2 separate regions of the Gasterosteus aculeatus genome follow, and region 1 is linked to region 2. The links are chromatin contacts, called in public Hi-C maps. All regions are on one chromosome and are shown on one strand. Each heading gives the region's core, a stretch centred on a gene start, on an enhancer-like site or on the middle of the called end of the contact. The rest is flanking DNA. Distances are from core to core; before and after follow the strand shown. Region 1 holds the start of sox4a (SRY-box transcription factor 4a). Region 2 has its middle 25 kb from the start of nrsn1l.

Evidence for each region. Hi-C and Micro-C count contacts between places; a contact is called where the count stands out from the background.
Region 1: a contact with region 2 is called in a Hi-C map of whole body, with 2.4 times the contacts expected there. The contact joins the promoter of sox4a here to the enhancer-like site in region 2. A contact is called at or near these places in 2 of 6 Hi-C or Micro-C datasets (skeletal muscle and whole body).

What each region holds. Positions count from the first base shown.
Region 1 is chr10:16,238,163-16,245,263 of fGasAcu3.hap1.1, forward strand. It overlaps sox4a (SRY-box transcription factor 4a), which reads right to left and starts at 2,642. Exons shown (of 1, transcript XM_040189043.2): 1 at 1-2,642. The coding sequence starts at 1,360. The coding sequence ends at 254. e2f3 (E2F transcription factor 3) reads right to left here. Exons shown (of 8, transcript XM_078081294.1): 8 at 5,201-6,936. The coding sequence ends at 6,819.
Region 2 is chr10:16,188,880-16,196,066 of fGasAcu3.hap1.1, forward strand. No RefSeq gene overlaps it. Among protein-coding and RNA genes, the nearest start is that of nrsn1l, 25 kb to the left of the region's middle. Within about 2 kb of position 1,667, at least 3 of the 9 cell types and tissues checked have open chromatin away from gene starts, as enhancers often do.

The DNA of each region.
Region 1 (7,101 bases), core at 1,392-3,891, 50 kb after region 2:
AACTCAGCATTTCTCCCCCCTCTGCGCGTTCCCGTCGGGCGCGCGGAGCGCCGTCTGAACGTACCTGGGGCTCCGACGCGCGCACAGGCCACCTTTTCTCTCCCGTTTTCACTCCCCCTCATCTGGTGAAAGGAAGGCGGAAATATTCTGGTGTGGACGCACGCGCCTGTCCTGGGTATTAGAACAGTTCAAAACGTGGGGGAGGGTGGTGGGGGGGTGGTGACGTCGTGTCTTCTCGCCACCGCGGTCCTCTTCAGTAGGTGAACACCAGGTTGGAGATGGTGGACTCCAGCCAGTCTCCCGAGATCATCTCGCTGACCTCCGGGGTGCAGTAGTCGGGGAAGTCGAAGTGAGATCCCGCCCCGCACTCCCCGAAGCTCCAGTCCAAGTCCCGGTCCAGCTCCGGGTCGGAGAAGCCCATGCCGCCGAGGGACATGGTCTCAAACCCGGGGCTCGGGTTCGGTTCGACTCGCTCGTCTTCGAACTCCTCATCCGACGACGAGGATGACACCGACGAGGAGGAGTGCGAGGCGGAGGGCGTCGGGGAGGAGGCGCGAGCGTACCTGAGGCGCGCGGTGCGCGAGGACTCGCTGGCCGCGGGGCTCGGCTCGTCGTACAGGCTGGCGTGGTCGCTGGAATCCGCCGAGCTGCTCAGGGTGGGACTGGCCGGGACCCCCACGGAGGGAGGCCCGCTCTCCAGGCTGCCGGCCCCGCCGAACATGTGGCCGCGCCTCGCCTCCCCGGCGCGCTTCTCCGGGATCTGCCTCGCCGCGGACACTGACCTGGATTTGAAGAGGGCCTGGTGGTCGCCGGGAGACGCGTAGTCCTGCCCCGCGGCGCTCTTGGTGACCCCCTGTTTGTGCGTCCGGCTCGCTCCTTTCGCCGCGGGGCTCCTTTTCACGCCGGGTTTGGCGCTGCGCTCGCCGCTCTTCTCCCCGCGCTCCGCCGGCTTACTCGCTCCGCTTCCCGACTTGACCTTCTTCCTGGGCCGGTACTTGTAGTCTGGGTAGTCGGCCATGTGTTTGAGCCGGAGCCGCTCCGCCTCGCGGATGAACGGGATCTTGTCGGTGTCTTTCAGCAGCTTCCAGCGCTTCCCCAGCCGCTTGGAGATCTCCGCGTTGTGCATGTCCGGCGCCTGCTCCATGATCTTCCTCCTCTCGATCTGCGACCACACCATGAACGCGTTCATGGGTCGCTTGATGTGCCCCGTCGGAGTTTTACACCACGCCAAGTCTCTCCGGACCCCGGAGGAGAGGGACGGAGACACGTCCATCTCCAAGTCCATTTCTCCCGTGTCCGTGGAGTCCCCGCCGGGAGAATGCGCGTGGGCGCTCTCGGTCTGGCTCATGTGCTGCACCATCCTGTCCTCCAGACACAGTTTCAGCGACCGAGTTCTCAAAAGGCTTTAACCGAAAAAGGAAAAAAAAAAGAAAGAAAGAAAACTCCTCGCTGGTCTTATTTAGGGCGCTTTAAGAACCACACTGGTCTGAAAAGTTCATCCGAGTCTCCTCTTTTCTTCACGCGCCTGCTTTTTTTTTTTTCAACTCGTACCAGTGCGCTTCGCGGAAACACAACAACCGAAAAAAGAACATATGTATCCCGAAACTATACCCAACAGCAAGTTTCAACCGCCCGTGCGGCTGAAAACGCGCCCTGCGAGCCTCGGAACGCGGCGCCGGGGGCCACAGCGGTTCAAGTCCCTTATGCGAACCCGGCGGTGTGCAGCGCAGCTCGTCGGCGCGGTTGAGGAACCATGTGGTGGAATGGAGCGGCTGCGCGTGCTCATAGTCTCCCTGTTTGCTGCGCGCTGCGTAATATTACTGTAAACACAACAACGAGAACTTCGCCCCTTTATACCTTCAGCGCGAGACGCCAGAGCCAATCGGCGTCTGTCTCCATACCGACTTTGTCACCCGGGCCCCGCCCCCCTCCCGGCCTCCCATTGGCCGAATAAGAAAAAACGGGTAATAATAATAATAATGTGCAAGGAGGATCGTTGTGTCTGACCTCATTCCTGTCAGACTTCACTGAAGGAAAGACGAACTCGTTATACGCGCGCGCGCGCGTGTGTGCATGTGCGTGTGCGTGTGTGTGCGCGTGTCTGTTGAAGGGGCACGTTGTCCTTTCCTGCTGCACAGGGAAGCTGTCAAGGTTACACCTAGAACTGCATTACTTGTGTGGATGAGTATCGGCTTCATTTAGGTTGCAGGTGGTGTTTGGGTGTGGGGGGGGAGGTGGGGGAGGAGGGGGGGGGGGGGGGGGTCAAGGAAAAATGCTGAGGACACCCTAACCCGCAGTGCACGCGCCCGGACGCGGCTCCTCCGAGCTGACGCCCACGGGTCGTCACGGCGGCGGCTCGCGGAATTACGTCACAGCTGGAAGTGTCAACGACGGAGGTTCTGCACGCGTCTCAAACCCGGAGAGGATTGTGCGTGTCACAAACAAACAAACAAACAAACAAACACAAAACAAACAAAAGTCCCGGTGACTCCACAGCAGCTCCATTGTGGTAACATGCACATGTCGTGTAGGATCACGTTACAGCCGGTGTCGCTAGGTGTCAGGCTAGAGCCAACGTGAGCTGATGACGTGTGTGTGTGTGTGTGTGTGCGTGCGCGCGCGCGCAGCTTTATCTCCGTCCTGTAATCGGCCGCTTTGAGCTGCGGTCGTTAAATCGCGCCGGTGACGTCATCGTCTTAGTCCCGCAACGGCGCTGAGGGGCTGAACTTTGTGCCCTTCAGGAGACGCTGATCACAACTCGGATTCCAGCAGTTAAGCAAAATGTGCATTCGCGTTGTGTGATTAGGTTTCCGCGCACTAATGGGTGTGTGTTCCTAATTCATGACCTATGATCTATGTCAGGGTAAAAAAAGGAATAAACTCTTTAAAATTTCACAACCCGGCCCATTTACCCCCCTCGGTGCTTACATAAATCAAACACATAAATAATAATGAGCTCCTTCACCGCTCTGTACCCTTAGAACTAATTATAAGTGTACACCTGCCACTGGATTACGCTGCCGCCTCTCTCTGTCTCCCCGCGCACGCCGGTTTGTTTGCACAGGTGATGCAGGTAGACCTGTAATCTTATCTGATGTGTGACGAGCAGCTGTCGGTAGCTTTCCACTCTGTCACCGGCAGATGTGCGGCTGTGGCAGCGCCGGCCTATCGCTCTGTCATCTTCAGAGCAGCCGGAGCAGCCGGAGCCGCCTGTTTACCCCAAATATGGCGCGCTGTTGACGCCTGGGGGGACGGTGTCGTTATGAGGAGTGATGTGGGAGAATGGGACTCTCGCAGTGGGACCACTGGGTTGGTTGTATGCAGGGGGACGGATTGTATTCCAGGGGGACGGATTGGATGCAGGGGGACGGGTTGGATGCAGGGGGACGGATTGTATTCCAGGGGGACGGGTCGTATGCAGGGGGACGGGTTGAATGCAGGGGGACAGATTGTATGCAGGGGGACGGGTCGTATGCAGGGAGACGGGTTGAATGCAGGGGGACAGATTGTATGCAGGGGGACAGATTGTATGCAGGGGGACGGGTTGTATGCAGGGGGGCAGGTTGGATGCAGGGGGACAGATTGTATGCAGGGGGACAGATTGTTTGCAGCGGGGCGGGTTGGATGAAGGGGGACAGATTGTATGCAGCGGGGCGGGTTGTATGAAGGGGGGCAGGTTGGATGCAGGGGGACAGATTGTATGCAGGGGGGCGGGTTGGATGAAGGGGGGCAGGTTGGATGCAGGGGGACAGATTGTATGCAGCGGGGCGGGTTGGATGAAGGGGGGCAGGTTGGATGCAGGGGGACAGATTGTATGCAGGGGGACAGATTGTATGCAGGGGGACGGGTTGTATGCAGGGGGGCAGGTTGGATGCAGGGGGACAGATTGTATGCAGGGGGACAGATTGTTTGCAGCGGGGCGGGTTGGATGAAGGGGGACAGATTGTATGCAGCGGGGCGGGTTGGATGAAGGGGGGCAGGTTGGATGCAGGGGGACAGATTGTATGCAGCGGGGCGGGTTGGATGAAGGGGGGCAGGTTGGATGCAGGGGGACAGATTGTATGCAGGGGGACAGATTGTTTGCAGCGGGGCGGGTTGGATGAAGGGGGGCGGGTTGGATGAAGGGGGACAGATTGTATGCAGGGGGGCGGGTTGGATGAAGGGGGACAGATTGTATGCAGCGGGGCGGGTTGGATGAAGGGGGACAGATTCTATGCAGGGGGACGGGTTGGATGCAGCGGGGCGGGTTGGATGAAGGGGGACAGATTCTATGCAGGGGGACGGGTTGGATGCAGCGGGGCGGGTTGGATGAAGGGGGACAGATTCTATGCAGGGGGACGGGGACGTGTTGCTGGAAATGAAACTGGAGCGTTTCCTTGGATTATTTTGACGTACTTGTATCGTCGTAGCTGTAAAGCAGCATTGTGAGAAACCTCTGGACACTCAAACGTTCCACCAGAAGCGATGCTTGTGAAATCATTTCAGTGGCAGAATAATAACATCAGAAGCCTTAATTCAGAGCTCACTGACGCTGTTTATTACGACGTGTAAATAAAACATTAGTCCGTCTTACCAAGGAGCAAACTGCAGGTTAAATGAGCTCATGTGTTTGCAAGTAGATGGATTCATTGGAAACGGGGCTGAAGAGAAACACTCCCAGTGTGTCGTAAACAGGGGGGGGGGGAAGGGGGGGCATCGAGAACCCGATAGCAGAAACGAGATGGAAATGGAAGCAGTGCACAGGAAGTGTGCGTGCTTCAAACAGTCGTACTCATTAACGGTTCTTTGGGGGGGGGGGGGGGGGGGGGGCTCTGTGTGCACGTGTCTCTGTGTGTGTACGTACGTGCAGCGCTAACTGAACTGGATCTCTTCCAGGGACTAAAAGTTTGAAAAAAGCGGTGGGAAGTCCCCTCTTCTCTGGAGTCACACCGAAAAACTGAAGACTAAGCATTCATTTGCATACCCCCCCCCCCCCCCCCCCCCCCCCCCACACGCTCTTCCTCCCTCGGTGTGACTCATCAGCAGACAGTTTGTCCTCTCGGTGTGTTGTGTGCACGTGGCAGACAGTGCAGGTGGCCGTCTCAGCGTGTCACCCACCTGCTGCTGTCACCTTACGACAATCCGACTGTCAGAGCGAAGAACAGATGAACGGAGGGGGATGAAAGATGGGTGAGTGGACAAAATAACAGGAACACATTACTACATATTGCGATCCAATTTAATTTGGAAATCAAGCTTCAGGTTCGCTCCTTTCAAAACTTTGAGGCCTGAACTTCACGCTGGATTGACGAAGCTTAAGTTTGCACATGAACACATTTTTCCCAAAAAGTCATTTTTTAGTTTCTCTTTCGGTCTCCCTCCTCTCCGTCGTATTTGAAAATGCTGCATGGAGACGCACAGAGGGCGGGAGAGAGGAAGAGGGATGCGACGACCCCGGGCGGCGGCGGCGGCGACCTCGGCGGGTGAACGAAACCACCGGCGAAACGAATGAAAAGAAAAAGAACGGGGACGGAAAATAAAAGAAATGTCTGGTCGTGTGGAGAATGAGTGGTTGGGGGGGTTCCTTGCACGCGGCCCGCCGTCGTCCCTCCATCGCCGCTGTAATCCGGAGGCTTCGCTCGAGGTGAGAAAAAAAGCCGATGGGAGTCGGATGGACGGAAACAGACGAATGAATGAGCGCGGGGAGGGGTCCAGGGCCGCCAACGCCACGCCCAAGGAACTCAGAAACATCCCTCGCCCCCCCCGAATAGCGATGACGAGGCCGGTCAGATGATGATTGCCGCGATGATGCAGCCACCGCTCACGCAAACACACACACACACGGTTAAACACACGCGCACACAAGTGCACAAGCAGTACCAGAGAGACGGAGCCAGCTGAGCACCAGAGGACCGCTGCAGGACCAGACGAGTCAAAACCAGAGCGCACACACACACACACACACACACACACACTCAGGCGCTCTCACAGCTTCACTCTACTACGCTCCGACTCTCTGATACAACGATCGTTTTTCGGGGGCATTGTCTAAAAGCGAGAGGAGTGAGAAGGAGGCGAGAGCGGGAGCAGGAGAGAAGGATGAGCGGGGGGGGGAGGAAAGGGAGGGAAAGCGGAATCGGGAGACACACACGAGTCGTCAAAAGTCGTCGTCCTCGTCCTCGTCCTTGCACGCGGCGGTTCGCGTCAGAGGGGGCGTCGCGGCGGAGTCAGAGGACGGACGCTTTCGGTAGCATTTGCGGATCCTTTGGCGGTGGCGCGGGAATCGGATTTACTGCAACGGAAGATTTGGGTGATTTGTTTTTTTTAGGGGACGTCGCATCAGTTTGGAGTTTGCTGAGCGGCCGCGTTTTGCTGCAGGCGGGTCGACGGCTGCAGCCGCAGAAGAGTCGGATCTGGGAAAAGAGACACAAAGCGTCAGGACCAAGTTAGGTAGCGAGTGGAGAAAGAGCCACGCCGAGTATGGAGAGTGTGTGTGTGTGTGTGTGTGTGTGTGTGTGTGTGTGTGTGTGCAGGAAGGGGAATGCGGAGGCAACATTGCATTAAAATGTCCCCCCACCCCCGTATCACCAAGGAGACAAGACAACCGCACCGCCTATCTCCCCTCCATCTCCTTCTTCCCTTCGCTCTGCCTTTCCCGCCTGCGTCTACGTCTCGACACGCATGCTAAGCTCGCCGTGCTACACAGACGCCTCATATCACCCCGTACGCCCTTCCTCCCTCCCTCCCCCTCCTGTGTTGCTGCCACATCCTCCTCCGGGCAGGTGAGGCAGGCAGGCGGGTGGTGGTGATGTCCTCACGTAGCCCAGGGAGCGCCGTCCTCAGCTCGGGCGCGGCGGCGGCGGCAGCTGGAGGGGTCGACGAGGATCAGGAGCTCTGAGGCTCTCTGCAACTCCAGACAGGCTCCAGACGCACTGACCTACATCAGCCTCAGTCAGACTGGGAGAGAGAGAGAGAGGGAGGGAGGGATGAGGCGGGGTGGGGGGTGCAGAGACAGAGAGAGGGAGGATGGGAGAGAGTGGTTTAAAGACCCGTGAGCTGCGTGGAGAGGCGAGGATGGGGGAGAGGGGGAGGTGGAAGGGGATTAAAACAAACTCTCATCCT
Region 2 (7,187 bases), core at 417-2,916:
AAATCCGATCCGCCTCAAAGCTGCTCTCGATGACGTATTCAACAGGACCGGCTGAATGTAGGTGAATAAAAGTGCAGCTTCAGCTGTCATTTGAAATGCTGCCAGATGTTGTCCCTTCTCTGCATCCCCATCACACCGCTAAAGAGAGGCCACCACAGCTGCTCTAATCAATGGTTTATAATGAATAAGCTTCCGTGTCTCATCTGGAAAGGGATGCCGGTATCGACAAACCCCCCCATTCAGCTCATTGTTTTGGTTTGACTCCATCAATGTGTCCTGCGAAGACGCCGAGTCCAAACGGCAGAGAGCGCAAGAGCGAGCCGGTCAAAGGTGACCGATGTCTCCGGCGGGAGCGTCGTCGGGAGGACAGAACGTGACCATTTGTGTGGTCAGACTCACATGGAAAGCTGCGCACACACCAAGCGCATCTATTGTGAGGAAAGACGTGCAATCGGCCGCCTCACTTTTAGGTTTTGCAATGAGTGAGATGACGTTTCAGTTGTTTTACTGCCGTGGAAATACAGATGTCGGAGAAGGAAACCGCCGGGTGAATGCACACAGCAATTAAGTAATAAAAGTGTTTACAGTGGGCATTGAAAGCTGAACACAAGTGACGCTTTTCTCCCCTTTTTAACGTTGTCGGGCTGTTTATTCTCCCTCTAAGCTGCTGTAAATGCACGCGTACAGCACCTGCCATTTACTCTGAACCCCCTCTGTCTCTGCAGTTCCAACTGCTTTCACCTCTCCAGTTTCAGAGTGCTAAAGAAAGCACAGCGAGAACAACGCTGTCTGCTTTTAGCTGTAGGAGACATTATGTCACATGCGTTACACCTACACTGAACTGTTGTGTGCACGCGTCTCCCTCTTTTCTCCTCCCGAGCAAAGAGGCCGAGGACTCGTGGATGCGGTCGTGGGCCGCGGCGCGATGCATATTCACGGCGGCAGCTCCCCCTCGCTGCTGGCAAGGTTAGCTCTGTTTATGAAACCGTCAATTACACATATTTAATTTAGTAAGAGAAAAGAAAGAAAAAAAACGCCGCCACACCGACTGAATCCAGACCGGGTGTCCCCCTGAGCACCGGGATAAATAGAGCGAGGGAAGAGCAGGAGGAGAAAGAGGGAGAAACGGACTTCATTAATTCCGTCGTCCATCTAATTGGAGCCCTGTTGGAGCCTACGGCTGAAATGAAGTCCGAATCTAATGAGAAAAGAAAAGACACAGGGGGAAAAGTTGGAACTGCTAATATCTAGAGAACAACCTTGGGCTAAATCGAGACTTGGTGTACGATACAAACCCTTGGGACGCCCCCCGACTCTCTCGGTTGGCCGCTGATTAAAAATTGGACGGTATTCTTTCTAAATAATGAGACTGGAGGCCTACCTGGATGTTCCAACCCGAACCGAACCGAAAGTTTGCCGAAAAATCCACATGGCGCTGTGATTCACATCGAGGGGGACGACAAGAGGAGAAGGTTTGGGGCCGAGCGAGTCGGATGAGATTCACGTACAGCACGTTTGTTCCGAGCAGAGTAGGACAGCGTGGAGCGAGGTGGAGCGAGGTGGAGCGAGGTGGAGCGAACCCGCGCTGCGGAGTAGGAGCACAGATACACCTCCACCATGCTTGAGGGGTGATGAGTAGAGAAAAGCAATAGGACAGTGAGGAGTGTGTGAAGCAGTAGAGTTTAGAGTAGAATAGTGGAGTACTGACCGGGTACAGCAGAGTACAGCAGAGTACAGCAGAGTACAGTAGAGTAGAGTATTGTGTATTTCAGCGCGCTGGAGTAAAGTATGACATCATACACCAGAATTTATTGAATGCCACACGAGGAGCTTCCAGTACCAACAACTGTCAGCAGATCCCAGAACAGAGGACACGCTGTGCACCGGCTCAGAGGGGACGTCCGCACACACACACACACACACACACACACACACACACACTGTTCACTGCCATTCCAACTGCAATCCAATTAGGTTTGATTTCAATTCGATTACTGGACAGTGGAGTGGGGATCCATTGAATGAACTTTACTTGGGAATTCCATTACTACTGAGAAAGTCATTCCGGTCCGTAATGTGGATGGGAAACGGGTTAGCGGCTGGTATCAAGCCTCCCTGCGTGACGTCGAAAGCCTGCCGCCGTCACACGGAGACATCATTAAGGCTCAACAGAAAAGGGAGCAGAGCCTCACACAGGAAGACATCTGCTACACGAGAGACCACAGACAGCAAACTGTCAAAGACTATCTGTCCCCACAACCGCGCGTGTGTGTGCGCGCACGTGCAGTTCTGCACATGTGTTTGCAGCCTTGACTGCAAGAACAACAGATAAGCATTAACCATGTGCAGCCATAAAGTACCAGCATCAGGAGATAAGAAGCCCACTTCAGCGTGGGCCTGAAGTGACGGAGACACAACTCTTGTTAAACCCAAATGAACATTTGTTTCCGTCAATCACTTCCATGGCGGTAAAACACACGCTTTCCAATGCAGTCGATTGACACCTTAAGACGAGGTGTTGACATGCATGAGGCAAATAAATCCAAGCTAAAAATCTGAATTAATTCATTATCTTTTCGGGAAAGATACAGATTGTCGCACGGAGGTGATTCCCAGACGCAGGGGAGGAGACCTCCTGTCACCGATGCGAGCGGCTGTTGATCTCAGACGTCGCTCCTCTCACTTTTTTAATATCACGCTTTTAAAAAAGGAGAGGATGTTGTTTTGTGCGGCAAAACTGCGTCTCCAAACCCCGCCTTCGTCCTCCCCCCCGAATGCGTCTCTTCTCCCCTCCCACCCATCGAGAGCCCTTACATTTGAGTTTATCCATTACCCGTGTCCATCAGCATCAATCACTCAGCCCGTAACCGCTCCCCGTCTACAGCACACACACACACACACACACACACGCCGCTGCCGGCGAGTAGACGCTCGCTGTGGTTTTTACAGGCCGCTGACACCTCTGCGCCGGCTCTATTGATTTTGTTGTCTTATCCTAATGAGCCTGGCGTCATCCATCACCGCTCGGCCCGGGAGCACTGAATTAAGGAGAGACGGCGAGCATCACCTTGCCACCGGGCGCATATCAGCGACAGCTTCCTGAACACCATCGGCGGCGGTAAAAAAAGGAGCGGGCTGCTCGTCTGCTGGAGGTGCGTGACGTCGGCGCTGTGGGATAAGTGCAGCCCGACCTGATTTCAGGCCCCTCTCTCAGCGGCTGGCTCCTGACCCCTGCGGGGTCTTCCCTTTAACGCCCCTCGCTCCTCGCGCCGTGAAAGTGCTTTCAGGTCGCGTGTGTGTGTGTGTGTGTGTGTGGAGGTCGTAGCGTGTGCGCCGCGCCATCTCGGGTGCAGGTGCTGACGAGAAAGCGGTGATGGGGATGTTAGAAGGCGGCTCGCACCCATTACTTACTTACACCTTTTCGGAGTACCGGGCTGGAGATGAAACACTTCTCCTTCTCCTCCGTGCATCCGTTCAACCGCCGAGCCGTTATGGAGGCTGTCGCCTCCCCCCCCCCCCCCCCCCCCCCCCACTCCCTCTCACTCCGAATGGTGTTTTGATGCTCCTCCATCCTCGCATCACTCGCAGTGGAATCATCTGTGTCGGCGAAGGAAACAGTCCTCCCAGCTGAGAGTTTTGATTCAGGAATCACCTCGACCATGAGAAGGCCTCGCGTGTCGATATTGGACAAAGCGTTGGCGTTTGACGCCCTCGGAAGTCACATTTTCCGCGCCGTTTAAATCACTATTACGTTTAATGCGACATACAATCCACATCCTGCATCTCATGTTCCAACTGAACATCCTATCTGCTGCTTCGCTGTGATGTGTAAATCGCTAATCACACGCATTGTACATCACACATCATCCCATTGCCTTGCATCTTAAATCACCAGCTCCACCGTAGATCTTATCCTGTTACACGTGTCCCACACAGATCTTCTTATATATCTTCATCTAAATCTATGTCCATATTATCCATTCTGCGCCCCTCATCCCAAGCTGCTTGAGCCTACATCGCCGACTGAATAACATGCTAAAAAAGAACAAATCCTGGATGAGGACAGACTGCGTGTGGTGGTTGAAACCCAAAAGACCCCAAAAGACCCCGTCTTCAGGGGGCACTTTGGTGAAAACGACCGGCATGATCCTATTAAACCGACTGTCGCCGCTGTTTGCCGCCGTTAAAGAGGATAAGCTACTTATGGAGTGATGAAAAATGAAGTGAAGCTCTGTTGTGAGAGTATCTCTCAATGTCACTCACCACACTTAACTGTTCATGGATGCTACGCCAACACACGGCAACACACACCAACACGTACCAACACAAGCCAAATACTAAAGTCTACAGTGTGTATGAAAAGGATTATGCGCCGGCTGTGCTGTCATGTGACAGTTTCGGTGACTCTCCCGTGTCATTAGCGGCCCCCGAGGCGAACACACACATTCAAAGAACACAAATGCGAGCTGCACAAACACTTATGCACACACACACACACACACATACACACTCGCACCAAAGAAAGTCAGCAGGCCTTGGGAGCCGTGCCCTGACCTCTGGTTCCCAGTCAAAGGGGTGCTGTTCACCACCACACAACAGCACCACTGATCCCGTGTTCCTCTTGTAAATTTTGCTCTTTCTCCTCGGGGCTCAGAAGAGTCCTGTGTTGTTCTGTGAAAAGAAGGAGGAGGAGGAGGAGGAGCAAGAGAGCAGAGATATGAAGCCACTGTCTGTGTGCGCCGTGTCTGCATAAAGGCCGGGATTGTGCGTGTGCATCTCTGTGAGTGTGTGTGTGTCTCTATACAGTACATGTGCGTATAAAAAGAGCAAAGAACAAGGGACCTTTAGTGTGGGATGAAAACATAGACCAATGTTGCAGGCCAAATAAGATTAACTGGTCTAATGGACACACTTATTTTCATTATTCTGCATCGTTGCTGCAGCCCGGAGGAAACAGGCTCGCCACTACAAGCGGCCCCCGAGGGCAACGGTGTCCTCATAAAGGAGTCTTCACCCCGTCCACTCCTAATTTCCAAGAATTCATTCATCCTTCCATTGTGCCAAATTAAAAATGGTACCTCAGCCAGATTTTCCATCTGTCTCGGTAATTCATTCATTTAAACTGCGCACAGAAGCTACTTATGTGGTCCGGGGGTCAGCGCGGTTCGCTGGGATGTGTCCATGAAATTCAGTACAATCCGCTTCCTTGATACGGATCGGAATGCAGATCAGTGCAGTCCAGTTTATGGGTACAAATAAAACCGAGGGAGGAGCCACTCGCGCCCCCCCCCCCCCGTCTCTGATCATTAACACAGGCGTACATATGTAAATGAGAGGAGACAGCATGGAACATACAAGCCTATTACACAATTAACGTGACTGCTTGATTAAGTAATAGAGAGAGTCATTTAGTGAGTAATTATCTTCACCGCCTCCACGTTCACTTATGTCTTTCTTTTTATCTGCTCTAAACGCTCAAAGATCTCCGGTTTCGACCTCGACCCTGACGCGATTACAGCGGGCGGGCCCTCCGGGGACCCGCATCTGGATTTAGATTAAACCACGCTCGTCAAACGCAAAGCACCACATCTTTAATGCGGCCGTATATCAGCCGGCGTATAAAAATCTGAGGTTCCATCAAGTCCATGTTGGGGAGGAGGGGCGGGGGGAGTTGATTAAATGAAGAAAGGGGGGGGGGGGGAAATGTGTGTACACGGGGTCGATCAGAGCGAGAAGGTGAAACGAAGCAAATGCATTGACATTGAAAAAAAAAAGGTCGACACGACGGCAACTGAGAAAAAATGGACTTGAAAAAGTTCACCTGTGAAATTGTGAATGTGGCTCCTAAAGGTGCGTAATCAGCAGGGTTGGTTGTCCCAAAACGCACAAAAGGAAATGGACGGCGCGTTGCTTTTCCTCGACGCGACACGAAAAGAGCGAGATGGATGACGATCACATGAACACGCTCTTTCGCCTGCAACACATCGGTCTGCGTGAGACATTCTGTCCGTCGCTAAAGAGCACAGGACGGAGGGAACCACGCGGGACATTCAGCGTGCATCGGGGGGGGGGTGGCTGATATTTAGGCCGAGGCGTTGCAGCGCCGCACCACCGCACGTGCTGTGGACACCACCTGCACTGAGGGCCGGAGAGGCGCCGCTCCACATCCGTCTTCTTCTGTAGCTCGTTGCTCTCTCAAGGAAAAAGGAAGAAAAAAAAAAGAGCCTGTCGGGCAATCAATATAGCGATGAGGGCTGTTGTTTTGAGGCCTGATATACTACGTGCACGCCGACACAAGAGTAATGACTGCCATCCACGGCCACTGTAACACTCATGAATTATACTTTATTGGCTGCACTTCGTCAGATATACGACTCTCCTGCCTCCTCGCATGTGTTCTGTGGCTGACGGGATTTGATACAAGCAAGGGCGCGCACGCACACACGCACACGCACACGCGGGTAGAAACACGCCTGTCGCAGAATATTCTGTAAACTCCTCGACCGTGACCCGAGGCGCTTTGCCAGCTCAGGGAAAAGGAAACACAAACAGATGAATGCTTTAGAAATAAGCGAACAAGACATTTTCAAATCAATACCTGTACCCCCCCTCCCCCCCTCCCCCCCTCCTTCCCTCCCTCCCTCCCCATGAATGGTGCTTGATGACCCGCGCTATTAGAGCAGACTGTGAGGCACTCTAGCAACGCACTCAATACGCTGAGCGCCGCGAACAATGCTGGGGCTGATTGTAAGAGCCTCCATGCACCCGGGGGGGGTTAATAAAGGTGATTGTTCCGTGTTGTACTTTTTCTTCACTTCATTTACGTTCAGCTGGCTGGAGGTCAGACGTAGTGTCCCTGAAGCCGTAGCGCAGGGTGTGTGTTTCCATCTTTAATAACGCGCCGCTTCTAAAAACGAGTCCAAGAAACACACCATGTGTGTGTGTGTGTGTGTCCACATGCAGGGACGGGGTGCAAATGAATGACACGATGCACTGTTAAAGCATGCCGTTTGATGGCAGGTTCAAAAGGTCGAGACGCAACCGCACCAGAGAAAGTTACGGTTACAGCCAGGCGCGCCGGAAAATTCCCCTCCGGCCCTCGCTGGAGATCCGGGCCCCGTCGGTTCCCTCTGCCCGGCCCGGCCGAGAGAGCCCGCTAACGACGTGACGCGAGGAGCTACATCTGT